Linked DNA regions of Mus musculus: region 2 is linked to region 1. A link is a contact called in public promoter capture Hi-C data. All regions are on one chromosome and are shown on one strand. Each heading gives the region's core, a stretch centred on a gene start, on an enhancer-like site or on the middle of the called end of the contact. The rest is flanking DNA. Distances are from core to core; before and after follow the strand shown. Region 1 holds the start of Hdac10 (histone deacetylase 10). Region 2 holds the start of Shank3 (SH3 and multiple ankyrin repeat domains 3).

Evidence for each region. Promoter capture Hi-C pulls out the DNA fragments that hold promoters and counts their contacts.
Region 2: a contact with region 1 is called in a promoter capture Hi-C map of embryonic stem cells. The contact joins the promoter of Shank3 here to the promoter of Hdac10 in region 1. A contact is called at or near these places in 5 of 39 promoter capture datasets (the HPC-7 cell line, cranial neural crest, embryonic stem cells and 2 more), 1 of 484 Hi-C or Micro-C datasets (embryonic stem cells) and 2 of 9 other capture datasets (adipose tissue and liver).

What each region holds. Positions count from the first base shown.
Region 1 is chr15:89,127,288-89,130,311 of GRCm38.p6, reverse strand. Hdac10 (histone deacetylase 10) reads left to right here and starts at 1,612. Exons shown (of 20, transcript NM_199198.2): 1 at 1,612-1,922; 2 at 1,993-2,127; 3 at 2,294-2,390; 4 at 2,621-2,718; 5 at 2,822-2,926. The coding sequence starts at 1,864. Gm46530 (a long non-coding RNA gene) reads right to left here and starts at 1,773. Exons shown (of 2, transcript XR_001781738.2): 1 at 1,119-1,773.
Region 2 is chr15:89,498,000-89,501,313 of GRCm38.p6, reverse strand. Shank3 (SH3 and multiple ankyrin repeat domains 3) reads right to left here and starts at 1,706. Exons shown (of 22, transcript NM_021423.4): 1 at 1,395-1,706; 2 at 896-1,099. The coding sequence starts at 1,682.

The sequences.
Region 1 (3,024 bases), core at 363-2,862:
AGATGATGTTAAGACCCAGATAGAGGGATGCCTCCTTCTTTCTGAGTTTGCAGCATTTGTCTTCCAATGGTCCAGACTTCTAGTGAGGAAGGTCTTAGCTCTCTACCAGCATTTCCCTGGCAGCCTCCCTGAACCCATACTGTCATCTGCAAGCCATTAGACACGAGACCACACTTGGGCTGGTTAGATGGTCCATGTTCTTCCTCATGTCCCAAGGACAGGTGCGACAGGGCAGGACATAAGGGTGAGGTCTTTCATTCCCTTCATTTGACAAGTTCTGGGCAAATACACTTTGCCCAGTCTAATCTTGTCAGAGGAGATGCCATGACCATGGCTCCACTGCCTGAATCCCCTTGTGATAACCATGGTCCAAGGCTTCAAATACTTCACCCAGTTACAGAGGTGTGGCTCAGTTCATGCCCTACCCCACAATATACATAAACCAGGGTAGTTAATTGGCTTTTAGAAGATGGAGAAGCTTTGGGCTCCTCCAAAATCCTTGCCTGAACTCCCAACTCCTGAGTATGGCAGAGGGCACCTACTTCTAACCACTCCAGGGCTCTTTGGTTTCCCCTGTACATGATAGTTGTATGTGTTCCTATCACAGACGTCAGCGGCAGCCTTGCCCCCTTCCCCTCATCATCCTGGGGGTGTGTCTTGTCCCTTCCCCCCATCTTGAGGCATCTGTAATGCCAACACTCATTTCGGAACTGGAGACAAGGCTGGACTATGGAAATGTGTGTGTGTATATATATATATATGTATATACATATATATGTATATATACATGTATGTATATATGTGTATGTATATATGTGTGTATATATCTGTGTGTGTTTATTTGTGTGTGTGTATATATATATACATATATACATACAAACATACATATATATATATATATATATATATATATATATATATATATATATATGTATAGTCTTAGCTGGTATTTGAGCTCATGTCTCCTTTGTTCCTCCTTTCCTAAGGCCCCCTTCCCTGCTTCCTCACCCTTCCTTGCTCAGAACCCTCTACCCTTCCTAGCCTCACACTGTGCTGCAGTTTTCCTGGCTGGCCTGGCGTCTTATATAACTCTTCTATTCCAGTGGCCTCTTTCTTACCTGTGGCCTTTCTGTCAGTCCCTTCTGGAAGTTCAGTGCTTTGATCCAGCCCAGGCCAGCCCCCGCAGGCACTCACATACACACCCTGCTCACTTCTCTCCTCTCCATCTTTCACCTGCGGGAGCAGGCAAATTGGTTGTGATTGACAGTTGGCATTTCTGACTCTGTGGCCTAAACTACCAGGTTAGGCTAGGAGGATGCTGGGGGCAAGAAGGAAGCATAGCTGCGGCTGTAGCTATGGATGGCCTGAGGACAGGCAGCCCTGTCTTCCTATCCATTTCAAGAAGGACACTGGAGGCGGTACTGGTCGTAGGCTCCGCGCCACACGTAGTTGTCGGTGGCACTGAAGTTGCAGCCTAAGAGAAAGAGACAATGAGAGAAAGAGAGGCAGAGAGAGAAAGACACACAGAGCGCGCGCAATCCCAGGGGAGCTCAGCCTTTTGGTCTACTCCACCCTAATCTCGCCTAGGGGCGGGCCGGAGTCTGTAAAAGAGGAAGCCGGAAGTTAGGCGTTTGGCGTCACGCTTAGTTCAGTTTCCAGCGGTTCTCTTCTGACAATCGGGCGGGCTTGAGCCCGGACCTGGGCCTGGGGTGGTTTCCTCTTGCCCAGGTCCAGCGTGCACAACCCAGTTCGTCCCGAGTGAGGATTGTTTACGTGCATAGTTAGGTGAGACCGGGCAGTGCAATTACCTGCCGGCAGAGGGCGTGTTGCGTTAGAGCGGATCAAAGTGACCACGGTGTAGCTATGGGCACAGCACTTGTGTACCACGAGGACATGACAGCCACTCGACTGCTCTGGGATGAGTAAGTGTGTCTTGACAGAAGTAGGGGGCCGGGAGGGAACCCTGAACACTGAGATCCTTGTCTGCTCCAGCCCCGAGTGCGAAATTGAGTGCCCAGAGCGCCTGACAGCTGCCCTGGATGGCCTGCGGCAGCGTGGCCTGGAAGAAAGGTGCCTGTGTTTGTCAGCTTGTGAGGCATCAGAGGAAGAGTTGGGCTTGGTGCACAGGTCAGACTATGACAGATCTGGGGACCCGAACCTTTTATAGCTCCGCTAGCATTCCCTTGGGTTCACCGTGGTGTGGGCTAAAAGGGATTACTGGGTGGGCACTCCCACCAGGAATCTCTGCTCCTTTCCTTCCTGTCCTGCTGGTGGCCCGCCTGCTGATCTGCAGCCCGGAATATATAGCCCTGGTGCAGAAGACCCAGACCCTGGATAAAGAGGAGCTCCACGCACTGTCTAAGCAGTACAATGCTGTCTACTTTCACCCGGTGCGAGCCAGCATACACGCCCATTCACCCAGATTTATGTCCATATGCCTGCCTAGGTGCATTCACACCCAAGTCTGCTCACCTGCCAGTGTCTCCTTGTTTATGCTTTATGACCGTACCCTACCATGTTTTGCTTGCCAATGCCCCAGCCCTGTCTGCTCAGCAGTGGGAAACCTGCAACCTGGGACAAGCAGGTCAGGTCCCAGGCTCAATTGCACTCTGGCTCACAGGACACCTTTCACTGTGCCCGGCTGGCAGCGGGGGCTGCACTGCAGCTGGTCGATGCTGTGCTAACAGGAGCTGTGCACAATGGGCTTGCCCTGGTGAGGTGAGAACCACCTTCCTCCCCTAGCTGTCTGTGTGTGACCCTGTGAGGGGACAGAATGACTCTGACATGCCCGGTGTTTCCTTTTTTTTTTTTTACACCCTAGGCCTCCAGGGCACCACAGTCAGAGGGCAGCTGCCAATGGATTCTGTGTGTTCAACAATGTGGCTCTAGCAGCCAAACATGCCAAGCAGAAATATGGGCTGCAGAGGTGTGTCCAAGCTTGACCTGCAAGTGTGGGGGACCCAAACTAAATAGGAAGAGGTGGAGTTGGTGGTTAAGAGGTCCCACCCAGCTCCCTCCACTCCT
Region 2 (3,314 bases), core at 457-2,956, 370 kb before region 1:
CCTGCCCACAGTGTCACTCCCGCACAGCCATGCAAGTCCCAGACACACACGTACAGAGTGGACAGAAATGAAGTGACAGCTACTGACCACCTACTACCCAGAAACGATGGGCAGTCCAGAGAAGTACTTGGCCAACTAATGGCCTGGTGGGCCCACAGCTCAAGTCAGCTTCATTTCCACCACTGGGACCTGGAAAACTCTACTGCTCTCCCAAGATCTGAAACTAAGCTTCTCCTAGACACTTCCACTCCAAGTAGAAATAACCCAATTCCTGGTGGAAATTCCATGAGGGTCAGACCAACTTTGACCTTGGTGTATACACACACACACACACACACACACACACAGGACGAGCCCTTCCTATTGAGACTAGGTCTCCGTCCCTATGGAATGGCACTCAAATCACCTTTATATGTCACAAATGGTGTTAATATTATTTTGGGCTAACCTCAGAAGACATGGGAGTGAGTGGCAAGAGGAGGCAAATGTGCACACAAGTGACACTGTTCGCACCACATGACCCCTAACGCACTCACTCTTAAACCGCTCGCACCACACACACGCCCCGAGTGCAGTGCATGTGTGGCATGCATGTGCTCATTGTGTGCTGTCCAGATTGCTCGCTGCAAGCGCTCTACACACGGCGCTCACACTGTTTCTCCATGCTTAAGCTGCAACACACCACTTACCACACAGGCAGCTTGCACTTCACCCTGCCCACTGCACTCGAGGTGTACCCACCTCGGTCTCTCAGCACACTGCTCAGGCTGCACACAGCCCCCCACCGCGCCTGTCGCCAACTCCTCCCGGCCTGCCCTTCTACTGCTCCAGCCACGGAGCTCAAAGATCACACCCTGAGCGCTCCATTCCACCCCCACCCCAGTCGGCCCAGCACCTCCAGATAGGGCAGGGGCGTGTCCAGGTTAGGCGGGTAGTCCTGTAAGAGCCGCTCTTCATCCAGGAACTTGCCGGCGCGACCCCGGGAGGGAGGCTGGAATAGCCCGTAGTTGAGCGCGTCTTGAAGGCTATGATTGAGGGCGCAGAGCACACGCTGCTTGGCGGCCCACACGGGCGCGGTTGGGTCCAGACGCAGGCACTTCTGCAGCGGAGCGAGTCGTGAGCCCGGACCTGCGGGCGCAGGGCCCCGCGCCCCGGGCCCCGCTTTGGAGGGCTAGTTGGGGAGCGAGAGCAGGGACCCCGCGCCACCGCGCAGAGGCCGAGGCCCCGCCCCGGGGCTGGGCTTCCAGGGCCCCGCCCCGGCGATGGGGAGGGTCCCGCGGAGGCGGCGGGGGAGGGGCGAGTGGCCACGGCCGGGGGTCCTGGCGCAGGGCGCGCCCGGCGGGGGTCACCGCTAGCGGGCCACACAGGGGTACGGCGAGATCGCAAAGGCTCACCGTTTGTTGCAGGTCCGGGATGCCGACGCGCACGACCACGGCGCTGGCCCCGGGGCCGTCCATCCCGGTGCTAGCGCCCGGGCCCGGACTGTTCCCGGCGGAGAGAGGAGCGCACGGGGACTCCGCGCGGCGCCCTGGCCCCCCCTGACCCCCCGCAAGAGCCCCGCCGACCGCGCTACGCGGGAGGGGGCCGGGGGGGGCCGGGGCCGGGGCCAGCGCGGGGGACAGCGGCTCCGGGGGCTCCGCAGGCGCAGCGGCGGCGGCGACGGCGGCACGGTTTAGCTGCATCGGCCCCGGCTTCGAGCGGCGCCTGCCTTCCCCGGGGGCGGGGGCGGCGGGGGGAGGGGGCCCGAGCCCGGAGCGGAGCGGAGGCGGGGAGGGGGCCGCGCCGGAGGCGGGGATGGGAAGCCCGGGGCCGGGAAACTGGGGTCCCCCGCGGGGTCGGGGCGGCGTGGGCGTGTGGTGCAGAGGGCGGGGGCCGGGGGCCCGCGCCGAAGAGGGGGGGGGTTGGCTGTCGAGGGGGAGTGGCTGACACAGCGGGGGGATGGCACGCCGCGCTTCCGCTGCAGGCGAGCGTCGCAGACCACCGTACTGGGGTGACGGAGGGTTCTAGAGCTGGGTGGGGAACGCGTCGGGGCAAGAGGACCCACAGGCCGACTGAGAGGGAGAGACAAGCAGGAAAATTGGTGACCCGGGGTGGAAATCTCCCCAGTCTGCCGACCCCACTCCAGACCCCAAGGAGGTGGTGGGGTCACCCGAGCACGGTGCTGGGTGGGAGTCGGAGGGCTGCAAACCCCAGGCGCGAGCAGGGCGGAGCTGCAGTCCACGGGAGCTCCCCCCAGACCAACCCTTCTAACCGCGCCCAGGGTGTTCCTCTCGGCCCCCACCACAACCGAGTTTGGGGAGTCTGTCCGGACTCTGCGGGCCTCCCGCACCTTGGGTAGCCCAACCTTGCAGCTGGTCGCCCCCTCCCCGTCACCTTAGCGACAGCAGGCTGGGGGCGCGACCTACGAGGAAAGGCTTAGGGGAGGGGGCGCCACTAGTCTCCACCTGCGGCGGGGAACTGAATTTTAGTTTCACACGTTGTCGTGGCAACGCGGGAGGGGGTGACGAGTGGGCGGGGAGGGGAGCGCTGCGAGTGAACCAACTCAGGCGCCGCCCGCGTGGCGTGCCAGCCTTAGCCCGGCGCTGCCTCGGAAGTGCCCAACGCACGGGGGCCTAGCTCCCAAGGCCCAGAAAGGTGTAGCCCCTGAATGGATGAATTGCCCTACTCGGTAGTGTCTACTGCCTTCCACTGCACTCTCCCGCATACCTAGACTTACACCTCACCCCCTAAAGGCCCCAGAGAGCCACTCATCGGTGGCGGCACAAACTGGACAGCTTTTGTGGAGCAGCCTGGCCGGGAACTCTGCCAGTGGCAGAAAGCATCCCCTTAGCCACAGCCTCTCCTACCTTCTCCGTGAGCAACCCTGGATCGCCCACAAAACTGGCTATTCCTGCGCATCCCAGGAATAACCCTGGACTACCCTGGTCCTATACACGATAGAGCCTCCCCAGATCCCACCCCCTGACCACCTGGGTCACCTCAGAAATGCCCTCACCCCACACAGAACAGTGATTGGCTTAGACTGCCCCCCCCCAGAACAGCCTGCACTCCCCCACGGATCCTCCACTTTCCCAAAATGTTTCATGACTCCATATAGGGCTCTCTGACCAATCGCAACCACACAGCATTGTCCTCCATGGACCACCTGGCTCACTCCCACATCCCTACCCCTTGAGGGAGAGCCTTCTCCCTAAAGAACCTCCCTTAAAAAACCCGCTTACCCGGCAGAGCTGAGTCTCCAGTGCCTCTGTACGTCTGTTCCCTGCTACCCTCAAGCCTGGGTGGACCCCTCCGTGCTTGGGGAAGTGAAGCCC